Linked DNA regions of Ctenopharyngodon idella: region 2 is linked to region 1. The links are chromatin contacts, called in public Hi-C maps. All regions are on one chromosome and are shown on one strand. The core of a region is the stretch at or near the end of the contact, and the rest is flanking DNA. Distances in the headings are between cores, read along the strand shown.

Region 1 (6,357 bases), core at 2,354-4,853:
TAAAAAAAAAATGATTTAAGTGACTTTGAATGTGGCTTGTTTGTTGGTGCCAGACAGGCTTGTCAGAGTATTTCCAAAACTGTTGATCTGCTGGGATTTCCACACACAAACAAACAAACATCTCTAAAGTTTACAAAGAAACCCTAGAGCAAAAATACCTTGTTGATGCCAGAGGTCAGAGGAGAATGGCCAGACTGGTTCAAGCTGATAGAACGGTAACAGTCACTCAAATAACCACTCGTTAAAACTGAGGTCTGCAGAAGAGTGTCTCTGAATGCTTTAAAGCAGAATGGCTACAGCAGCAGAAGACCACACCGGTGCCACTCCTGTCAGCTAAAAACAGGAAACTGAGGCTACATTTCACACAGCTCACCAAAATTGGACAATAGAAGATTGGAAAAACATTGCCTAGCCTGATGAGTCTCGATTTCTGCTGCGACATTCAGATGGCAGGGTCAGAATTTGGCGTAAACAACATGAAAGCATGGATCCATCCTGCCAGGTTGTACTGTAATGGTGTAATGGATATTCTCTTGGCACACTTTGTGCCTCTTAGTACCAATTGAGCACTGTTTAAACACCACAGCCTATATATGTCATGACATAGTGGAATTAATACCCAATCATTTATTTGGAATGATTGGGTCCTTGAGTCAAGACCTAAAATCTCCCATCCGGTGGCAGCAATCTTATAGGACATCTCTTAATGTGAACATCCATGTTGTTGAAATGAGATGAAAAACAGCAGCTACATGAACCCAATGTAACAGTGAATTGTTATTTAACATGTACACACAGGTGTAACTGAGCAACTGAAAACATTTCTGCCCAAAAATATATAAATAATAAAAGCTATTCCTTTAAACCCAGTAAATGAAAACACAGCCCCTCCTTCCTCCGGCTTGGCTGCCTGGCAGAATAACTGCACAGCCTGGAATTTTCATCTCTTGGCCTGTTATGCTCATTCATCTATCAGAGAGTGAGACTTTCATTAAAAACTCCCAGCATGTCTCAGGAAGGAAGCACCATCAGCAGGGTCGGAGGAGGGTGTTCTCGTCTGTGAGTGAGCTGCAGGCACATACAGCGTGCAGCTCCAGACTAATGTATCAATTCCAGAGCCTGTCGGAGTCAGAAGTCATGACACCTTACATCTCTCTGGAATTAGCTGCCACACTAGCAGCTTTTCACATTCAGATCAAGAGAAGAACTGTAATTCCTGTCAGGAATTTATGAGAATAAACCCTGATCACAGCAGTCAGCTTCGGAGTATAATTTTGCAGCATGTTTACTCTACTTCACAATCTAAACATTCTGATTAAAAATTCAGCCTTTCATGGTAGATCTAATATGTTATATAAACTATAACGATCATCGTAGTTAGTCTGTGCCTGTTAAGACACAAATTCTTAACATAAACAAAATATAATATGCACTATCCCATTTAGATTATAAATTAAGAGCTCAGTTTAAATAACCACATTAAGATATTAACTAAAATAAAGAGATAAATATACAATGGACTTCAATGTTATTATAGTTAACTAAAAATGTTACTTTAAATGAAATATAAGAAAAAAAAAAAATGTACTGATGTACTAAAATATTGTAACTAAAACTGAAATAAAAAGTTAAAGGGTTAGTTCACCCAAAAATGAAAAAAAATGTCATTTATTACTCACCCTCATGCCGTTCCACCCCCGTAAGACCTTCGTTCATCTTCGGAACACAAATTAAGATATTTTTGTTGAAATCCGATGGCTCAGCGAGGCCTGCATAGCCAGCAATGACATTTCCTCTCTCAAGATCCATTAATGTACTAAAAACATATTTAAATCAGTTCATGTGAGTACAGTGGTTCAATATTAATATTATAAAGTGACGAGAATATTTTTGGTGCGCCAAAAAAACAAATTAACGACTTATATAGTGATGGCCAATTTCAAAACACTGCTTCATGAAGCTTCAGAGCGTTATGAATCAGCGTGTCGAATCATGATTCGGATCACGTGTCAAACCGCCAAACTGCTGAAATCACGTGACTTTGGCGCTCCGAACCGCTGATTCGACACGCTGATTCATAACGCTCCGAAGATTCCTGTTTTTTTTTTTTTTTGGTGCACAAAAAATATTCTCGTCACTTTATAATATTAATATTGAACCACTGTACTCACATGAACTGATTTAAATATGTTTTTAGTACATTAATGGATCTTGAGAGAGGAAATGTCATTGCTGGCTATGCAGGCCTCGCTGAGCCATCGGATTTCAACAAAAATATCTTAATTTGTGTTCCGAAGATTAACAAAGGTCTTACGGGTGTGGAACGACATGAGGGTGAGTAATAAACGACATTATTTTTATTTTTGGGTGAACTAACCCTTTAATAAAAACTACATAGACATTTTTGTATAAAAAAAACTGAGAAAAACAAAACAAAACTAATAGAGATTTAACTAAAATGATAATGAAAATACAAAATTAACTAATTCTGAATAATAAAAAGAACTATAATAGTATTTTACTGCTGGACTCATAGAGCAGTGCTGACACTATTTTAAACCGTGATCGTTTACTTCCATCTTGTGGCCACTGGGCAACTACACGTTCTCAGAAGTCAATGAATCAGCGCTGCCATGTTTTACCTGAGGTGGGAAGTAAACAGAGAGACCTTAATTTGTTTTAGTAATCACATTTACTCACTCAGTGGATGGTAAATGGGTTTATGTTTCCCTTGAAGCCGCACTGAGCACATAGAGGCGATCTTTCCTGGAGGCTGCATCCTAGCGTCTATTAGGAACCAGGATCTTGCAAAGGTCGCCCATTGCTAATGGGAAAAAGAGAAAGTCATTTAATGTTTCATGACTGAACATTATTAGTTCGTAATAGCCAATAATAATTGTTCAAATGAAATAAGATTATGCTATTAATCCGTACGACATCTATCGTCCGTGGAACATTTTATGTAGAATGTCAGGTCAGTCAGTCACAGTTTACTTTCATTGCATGGAAAAGAAGATGCAATGAATATAACATCTTAACATACCCCATAATATTTTCTCTTGTGATGATGTGATTCACAGAATAAGTTAATAAACAAAGTCACACGGATTTGAAACAATATGAAGGCGAGAAAAATGCTAGTAAATTGTCTCCTTAACCTGTCACCTGTTAACTGATGCATTAGAGCATAAATGTCACACTCATCTACCTTCACTAATTTCCAAAAATAAATAGTTGTTATTCTATCCAAATAAATCCATGCACACAGGTGCAAACATTATACAAATCTCTCTCTTCTTTGACCACAAGCTTGTTAGCGCACAAGCTCAATGGAAAGATCACGCTTTCTATTCAAGAAGCATTTAAGCATCAGCTGACAGCGTAGTATTCTTTATAAATGATAGAGACTAGTATGACAGAAAGCAACAAAACCTTACCTGGGCTGATCTTGAAAAACTAGACATTTTAAATAAGCATTTGAAAAATTTGACCTCAATGTGGCTGTAGTGGTACAGCAGCAATTTACGTCCCCCCAGCAAAGAGGTAAAATATGTCGTTCCTTTTTCTGTAGCCATACATTTACGCTCTCAGATAAAGTATTATACTTTTCTTGAGTAACTTAAATAACAATAAATATATAATTAACGCTATATAATATATCATTTAATTCGCCACCATCACCACGTTTTGTTATTTATATGCGTGTTTCAATCTGTTCCTACCGACTGTATTTTTTGGTAGCGCGCGCGTCATCTTGAAACGTCCGTGTTGGTTGTAAACGCGCGTAAATTTGTTTTTGTACTGGAGTCTGTCTCGTGCTGTAACAAGTTAACTTTATTTTACATGAACACAGCAGCATACTGCCATGGACAGATACGTGCTAGTTGTTATAATCAACCTAGAGCCGAAGAGAGATAGTTGTTTCAACGGTAAGAGGCTTTATTGGTGATAAAATAATGTCATGTATCAGAACTACGTAAGCTTTGACTGTCTATTGTTGTTTTGACGCGTATTAATTTTATTGTAGGGGTTGATGAAACTAAGAAAGTGTTTGATAACCTCAAAAATATTTCTGGTTCGAGTTTAACACGAGTTCCTCTATTTCCAGGTAAGTTTGTTATTTATATCCTCATTTGCCACTCCATTTTCTACCAGTTTTGAAGTGTGAAGTTTGACTTTGTGATTCTTTAAATCTATTTAGCCTGCTCTCTGAGTGGTAGTCCTGCTCCACAGAGATGGTACTTTGCCATTCAAGCCAGTTATGGTACAACACAGGTAATTAACATAATTATGCATATTTGCTTCTTCTACACTAGATTAATTGATTACAGGTGTTATAAATTGGTTGAGACAAACATAGATTACAAAGGAACCAAACTGGGGTCCGGGACCGAGGATTGTTTAAAAAGTGATACATATATATTTCAGTATTTTATTTTATATATTCACTTTTTAAACAATCCTCGGTCCCGGACTCCAGTTTGAAAACCCTTGCACTATACTACATCATCACTTTGTAATCTACGTTTGTCTCAACCAATTTATATATAAGATTAAATAAATGGATTAAAATAAGTAAATAAATTGATTAAAAATAAGATTAAATAAATGGATTAAAATAAGTAAATAAATTGATATGTAAATACAATAATAAAAAGATTAAAATAAATAAACGGATAGATTAAAATAAGCATATAATAAAAAATAGATGTAAATAAACAATATAAAATTAGACTAAAATAATAAAAAAATAGATTAAACTAAATGCACTGAAATGAATAAATAAACAATAATATTAGTTTAAAATAAATTATAAAAATTGAAAATGATTAAAATGAATAATAAATATTACATCTAACAGTATGGTACTGAAGTGTGCACTTGATAGAAATTAAATATTTTCCAAATAATATTTATTATAGCCATTTAAATTAGTACAAATTGTGTCTTTATACATGAAAATACATAATATAGAATGGGATATCTTGCATAAGGATGATCATATTTGGGTGTCCATGGCATCTAAAAGATTGAAAACCCCTGGTGTAGTGCATCCGATCATCCGCACACACTCTTTACTGTGTATTTCCAGTGGTGCAGCTCAGAGTGGGAGGAACTGTGTTCCCAGCGCAGTGACAGTGAGGAATCCGAGACGTCTGCTCTAGACAGCTGCATCGCTGCCCTTCAGGAGCAAGAGGAACAGGGCACACTCACAGAGAACCCGTCCCATGCAGAGTGAGAGTTCTGATTGATACTGTCGCCCCATAATATCTCAAACAATGTTATAGGACCAAAGAATCAACCATATTTCACTAATAATTTGATGCCATCCTTGAATTGATCATTGACAGCTGTTTATTTACATTCACTTTCCTTAATGCCTTAATTATGTCTGTTTTTTTTTTTTTTTAAATGATGATTGACTATCATGGTAGACTCTTTGAAGAGGCTGCTGAAGGTCTTCATCAACTAGCAGACAAACTTCCTCATCCAGGTACCGTTTTATAACATCAAATTGTTTATTATTAGGCATTATAAAGTTATCGTAGTGAAAGTTTCTATATTTTATTTTGCAAAATGTTTTTGTTATGATGTTACTGTTGTTTAGATGATGTTTCATGATGTTCACTGTTGTTTTATTGTATTGATGTAATGTGTGTTCTTGATGGCAGGGAAGTCTTTGCTGGATGTGATTGTGCTATGTGTGGGCGAGGAGGCGGGGTTGAAGGATATGTTGCCTGTGATTGGCTCTTTGAAGCACATGAGGGCGTGGCACTCTGCACAGATGATCATGGTCACTGAACACAGTGCAGGGTAAAATCTAATACTCTCCAGTAATATTCTTCATCACTCGTGTTTCATTTTAGAAAGAATAGGCCTGTCCTCTGTATGAGTTTTCTTATGTATAATGTCTCTGTTTCTCTTGTTTCTGCACTGTAAAGGTGGCAGAAAGCAGCCATGTACCTGGACGCCCGCCTGTGTTCTCCATCAGTGATTGACAGCTGTGTGGATGGGAGGGAGATCTGGAGAGGTGGACTCCATATTAGAGAGAAAAAGGTACTTTATGCTGCAGTACAACTCCTTAGTCCAGTGGTGCCCAAACTTTTTCTGCTGGGCCCCCCTTTTTAGAGAAAAAAAAAATCTACATGAACCCACATAAAGACAGTCTCAGACATGACCTTGCTTGCAAAATCCTATAGGATTTATTTGAAACATTGTAATTAATAAAGTACTACCATTTCTCAAAGTCTCTAAGTGGCATCTTAACTGAATAGAAATATAAAAAAAAAATAGTAATACTTTAGTTTAGCCAATTCTCACTATTAACTAGTTGCTTATTAGCATGCATGTTGCTAG
Region 2 (6,357 bases), core at 1,839-4,338, 180 kb before region 1:
GTCCTTCCAAGTTTGCTAAGCTAGGGATGCCATAGGCCTATTAAATAAACACTGAGACAAGCATATTCACACATGGTTACTGAAGATAAAGAGGCTGATATTTCAAAGATCGATATGCACTGGAATAGTCCGTGCCATGGCTGTGACCCCTGCGAAGCTTGTGAGATTGTTTGCATTCAATATTCTTTAAATCCTTTATTCCTGAAGACCTTTGTTCGTCTTTGAGAGGTGTGTCCATTTTGCTACCACATCTCTACAGTTCAATCCATTCAGACACTGTGTGTGTGAAAACTGCCTTTATGTGCAAGCGTGCATCTGCTTGTCTACGTGAACTGCTCTTTCCTGTATCCCCAGGGTCTTGCAGACTCCTCAACGCCATCATCTTTTGCCGTATCCCACGGTTAATTAGAAGTCGCTGAGTAATATAAGGTTCCTTTGGAGCCTGCTGAATGAACCCACTGATTAGCCCACAATGCCTCATTACGCTCGGCCTTGTCATTTGGGAATAAGCCATTCAGAGTTAAAGAGCTTACAGCCACTGCATCTCGGCATCCAGGTGTCACCGTTCTAGTCCCGCGCCAACTGTATGTTGAAGTTGATAAATGCTGTATATGCTGCAAGCTGGGCTGCTTTCAATGAGCCATTTATTCTGTGAATAAGATTTTGAAAGTCTATAAGATTGTCTAACTTTGAAATCAAAATGTCCTCTTTCTTTTAAAGGATGAGTTTGCGGTAAAGTGCTGTAAACATTCCTGCAATATAAAGCTCAGTAATAAACAAGAGTATATTAAGACCTGTCCTCGGGAGAGATTCAAAGTAGTCTGAAACACTTTTCAGAGATATTTACATAGTGTCATTGGTTGTAAATTGATATTCGGCAGTCGAATTTTGTTTGTACTGAAGTCAAGAATGTGAACATAAACATACATTACATTAGCATAACCTTCAAAATCACGGTGGAGGATCATATGGTGGGGTTTTATGAGCCCTTTATCATCTCTGTAATGTATTTACTCCTCAGATGAGTCATGCAAATGAAGCGGTTCATTCAGACTGCAAATCTGCAGTCTCGTGGGAAGAGCTGCCATTGTGATGGCCCATGGCAATCAAATAATGAATAATGATAGTCAAATTTTCTTTCATTCCCATAACCAAGCAATATGGAATGTGGATTACAAGAATCTGGTTCTGGGTTTTTATGAAACCTTGGACAAGAGAACACCTGTTTAGTACTTAAGTGTGAATTTGGTGGATTTCTACAATATTGAGGTGTTGGGTAGTGCAGAGGACTTCCAAAATAATATTGCACTCTGGAATCTGGCCAATCAGCAACCTGCACACAGTAAGAAACATTTCACGCACAGTCTCACACATCTTTCACATCTCCTCATTTCAACACGTTTTGTGTACACTCAGATAGCTTTGTTTCCTGTTTAACTTGGACTGATAGGCTATAAGAAGGTGCAGGTGTTACTGGAGGGATAAAAAGTTCTTCCAAAACGTGTTTGGATATTCTTCTCATGTTAGGAGAGAATAGAACACAATGTAATACAATATGTTGATCAATACTTGAAAAGAGAATGGAAATGCATATTGTTTTGAGATAATGAGACAAATTACATTAAATCTACAAGATGGGCTGAATCCAGTGTGTGATTCATGGGGTATTTAGGGGGGTCTGACTCTCCAAATTAAAGTTGGCATGAAACGGAAGTTACGATAGACTTTTTTTCAACATTGTGTATATCCGAGTCGAACTGCTTCTCGAAGAAGAATAAGAAATAAGTCTTGATTTTGTCCGTTGGATTGTTGTTGTTTACTATTGCATTTTGTGAATGGATAAATCATTTAATAAATACTGCAATATTCCTTAAAAAACAAATTTTTTTTTTGTCAGTTTTGATTTCATGATGAAAACCTGAAAAGAAGTAACAAAAAGCATGTATGTGTTATAAATGTATGTAATAAATGTATATATTTTTTTATTCTGGCATGATTTTATAACATCATACATCAACATAGTGCAAAATAGTATTAAAATTATGTGTAGAAGTCGTTGCTTTGTTATGAGAAAGAATGTCCGGAAAAATGAATTTCATTAATGTCATTCGGAGTAACCAATATAAAGGGACCATTTTGGATCAAGTCATGCCGTCAATATCATGTGACAAGATGTGACATCATTCAGACACCTGCAAAGTACCACATGGTTGTGAAGCAAAGTAACTAACTCTCTTTTAACTATTTGAAAAATTCATGTTTTCACTTGCACGCATGTCCCGAAACATCAGGCCATTTGGTACAACCGCTATAAAACATGGAAGATGTTGTAGTATTTTAAAAACTTGTACTAAATACAAAATGGTTGATTGTCCTTTTGCTAGCTAGCTAGCAAGCTAACTTGCTAGCATTGTTTGAAAATATCGTCATTTGGTATAACCAAAAGTGTAATTTGGTAAAACCGAATTTTTTTGGGTACAAATTTTGTCCATCTTGTAAAAAATGACAAAAACAGCGTTAATTGATTATAAAAACCACATAATCTCATTGTTAACACTTAATAAAACTTCGAAATTAATTATATCTCCATTATGTTTGTTTTTTTTTTTTTTTTTTTACACTTTTAAAAACCTTATTTGTCAATGACCCATATATAAACTTTAAAAGTTAGGTTACACGGAGGGAACCATATCAACAGTAAGCTCTCAATCGCTTTTCGTTGGAATCAGTATCGGATTGTATATCGACAAAATATAAATATTGTCATTATTTGTCACTTTTCTTAAATAGTTATTTAGGCTACCTACATATCACACTTTTTTTTTTTTTTTAAGTTTAAAAAGTTTGGTTAACTGTGACGGGGCGGCAAAAAGTAGCCTACTTATTTGGTTTTGCTAGACGAAACAGATAAAGCCTCACACGATACTGACAATAATTCCTTTAAAATCAAATGTAGCCTACATGATTGATTGCGCACATTGACCGATTCAATTAATCTGGCTTAATAAAATATAATGAGTCATAACGGTCAATTTAATAATCCATCATCCTGGTGTAGGCGTTATGATTGTTCATTACAGTTGCATTCCCTTGAAATGTAATGAAAATGGATTTTCTTGTCAGCGCTGAACAGCCTACATGTAGGCAGGATCAAGTATTTGAGAAGGGCTCTTGATTGTCGTGAGATCATTCGTCGTCTGTCCAGTGGCTGCAATTGGTCGCATGAACGTTTTTTTTCCCGAAGACTCAAGACTAAAGGATGAAATGAGGTGCAGAGCTGAAGAGCTAAAGGAATGGGCGAGTAAGGACAGACGAAACACGCACACGGAGAGCGCTGTGATCTGACTGACTCTACGAGAAGATACGAGTGAAGTCTGATCATCACAAGACGCGGGAATTTGGATCACATTTAGATCAAGAGGATTTCACTGAAGCGAATGGTGTGAAAGGTAAGACTGCTATATGATTTAATCTTTCATACTCTCGCTTAACTCCATTATCTCATCTGCGTTTTATTAAAACAACACTGGGAGAATTAATCAAGAAAGAGCGTCAAAAAGACGAAAATATTTGCGACATTTTTTTCACTATTTTGCCACTTTACTTTGTATTGTTAAGCATTTGCTTGAATGTGTCTTAAAGTATAATTTTGGGGAAATTTATTTTTGTTCTATTCATTCATTACACCCCATATAGTCTACTTTAAAGTGGTTTGAGGCACATATATCCTATATTTTATATTATATGTATATTTGCTCGTAAAATATTTCCTCAACTAACGTAAACAGAAGCACACAGAACTTAGTTTAGCCTATATACATTTCTAGTTCCATATAAGTTTTGTAGCCTATTATTATTGTTATTATTATCTATAAAAATCTAGGGATGTCCCAAACACCTCCGATGCTCAAAGAATATACTTGATGTATCCTACATCTATTTTTAAATTTAGCGCGTTTCATCTTTACTGTGTTGTTGAGAATAGAAATGAAGCCAAGGTGAGCGCTTGATGTTTATTTCAGGATTCAGGATTCAGTAGCAGGTGAAACAGAGAGAGAGAGAGAGAGAGAGAGAGAGAGAGGGGGACAAAGACACACATGCAAGGGAATTTATCAATGCATTGGGCTCTACTTTTAGTACAAATATTTGACTGAAATGCTCAGTTCCTTAATAGCATGCCTTTTATCTAATTTTACAGAATAAAAAACATCCTTAAAGGCAAATTACCAGTTAAATGCTGTGATGGACAACCATGTGCAATCCAAACAAGCTTTAATTTAAATAATGTCCATTTGAAACAGCATATCATGCACTAGAGCATATTGTATTGTTTCCAACAAAAAAAAAATTAAAAAAATCCCAAACATATTAGTTATAAAAGAATATGCCGTCTGTGTCACAACAGCTGAGGAAAACTGACTTAGTGAACTACATACCATAGACTGCAGCTAACCAGCATAATCTCTTGACCCTAATTTAGACCAGTGTTTAAGTTAAGTGGGGGTGCCCTCTTGAACAAGCCTGGGCGGCTTCCTCTCTAAACACACGTCAGCCTTCTTATCCGACATGAATGACAGGAGCTGTAGTGTCCTGCTTGTTCTCAGGAACAACAATGGTCCTCAGGAAGCACTTCTCATTGGCTGTCCATCAAAACTCAACAAAGTCTTTACTGTTCTTGACCCGCAGAGACATCCCACCCTCCCTGTGTTTCAGAAATCCCCCTGAGGCTACACGGCTTCAGTGAATTCCTCCACTCACTTGCTGTTTCTGTCTCTCTGTAGGTTCAGGGCAAGCATCACTCACACAGCTATAAGGATGCAGGTGTCGGGATCGAGGATTAAGCTGTGGTGTCCGCTTATCTTGCTGGCACTGATTCAGTTTTTCGCCCCTGTTTCTGCTCAAGGTAATTGCTGTCTTCATGGTTCTGAATTGCCATTTTGCTCTGGTGTATTGGCTTTTGTGTCATTGTGTAAAATATGAGATGTTGTCCTTATCATTCAGTGTAAAATTTTGAAGGCAAATGGTTACATCTGATTGTGATTTGAAAAAAAAGAAAGAAACATTTGACCCTTTGTGCACTTTCACATCTCCTAAGAGGACTCATTTCAGTATAATGCCTCTCAGTAAGAAGGTAAAAAGGGCTAAAGTGAGTCTTGAGGGTTTTAGATAGGATAGAGATGTGGAAAAGCATTTAGTCTAACATCAGAGGGGACCACAATGATAATATCCCTCAAGGCAGCTTAAAGGCTTAATTGGTTGCTCTGTTTGGAAGTAGTTTCACATTCCTCCCGGGCCCTGGAGTGAAAGGTGGAGTCTGGATCATCATCTGGAGTGGGAGTTACTGTTCGAAAGATAAAGTTTGGATTACTCTCTGAATTTTTTTTTCACTCTTCTTCCCAGACCAGCACTTGTGTGATGGGCAGGTGTAGTTTTTAAATTTATGCTGCCTAGACAGGTTATTTTCATCCCTAAAATCACTGAAAGCTGTTGTTGCGATTTTAAACTGCTCAGTGGTGCAGCTGAATATGAAAAAACAAACCAAAGACGACTTTTAGTTAAAGGAATATTCTAGGTTTAATACCAGATAAGATGAATCAACAGCACTTGTTTCATAATGCTTATGATTACCACAAAAAATGAATTTCTACTTGTCACTCCTTATAAAAAAGCAAAAATCTGAGTTGACGCACTAGAACAAACCTCTTCCGAAAGCTTAAACGTACCGCATAACACAGGAGAATGAACCTCATTGGTTACGCAGCACGTTTGAGCTTCACTAACATTTATTACTGATTAATAATAACTTATTTTTGTGTGGTTCCTTCACAATCCTATTGCCTCAAAACACGTAATTCAGGGGACCTGTTACCACAGCTTAAATAAATGTGTGGTTGCAAGTTAAAAATTCTAATTTATTGTTTTAAATAAACCTTTTAAGTTGCAAACATTATTTTGTAGAGTTCTGTTGACATAATAATGTTGATCATTACATCAACTTAATATCGTCTGTAATTTAAACTCAATTTTCTGCATTAATTGGCTTTTTTAAAAGAAAAAAAAATAGGTTGTAGTAACTTAATGAAATCTTGCTAACTTCGGAAACTAGGCTGTGGATTTCTAGTTTCCTGCATGCTTTGCATAGGACTGGAGAATAAATGTTGAAATTAAGTGTTAATTTATTTGTTTTTAGTGAAGGGAAAGACCTGCTAGTGTTTAATGCTGTTATGTTTGACATTTAAAGTTTCTGTGTTGAAGTTTTTGTGGTTACTATTGTGCTGAAGAGCAGATACATGAAGGTAAACACTACATTGACTCTATAAGCAATGACTACGCTAATACCAGTGACAAGTAATATCT

The links. Hi-C and Micro-C count contacts between places; a contact is called where the count stands out from the background.
Region 2: a contact with region 1 is called in a Hi-C map of muscle, with 6 times the contacts expected there. The contact joins the promoter of col14a1a here to the promoter of mrpl13 in region 1. A contact is called at or near these places in 2 of 2 Hi-C or Micro-C datasets (both in muscle).

Annotation. Positions count from the first base shown.
Region 1 is chr16:14,059,326-14,065,682 of HZGC01, reverse strand. It overlaps mrpl13 (mitochondrial ribosomal protein L13), which reads right to left and starts at 3,603. Exons shown (of 7, transcript XM_051866495.1): 1 at 3,438-3,603; 2 at 2,701-2,824. The coding sequence starts at 3,575. mtbp (MDM2 binding protein) reads left to right here and starts at 3,720. Exons shown (of 22, transcript XM_051866492.1): 1 at 3,720-3,929; 2 at 4,028-4,108; 3 at 4,202-4,275; 4 at 5,093-5,235; 5 at 5,436-5,494; 6 at 5,673-5,814; 7 at 5,943-6,057. The coding sequence starts at 3,866.
Region 2 is chr16:14,235,374-14,241,730 of HZGC01, reverse strand. It overlaps col14a1a (collagen, type XIV, alpha 1a), which reads left to right and starts at 3,088. Exons shown (of 49, transcript XM_051866485.1): 1 at 3,088-3,449; 2 at 4,782-4,903. The coding sequence starts at 4,816.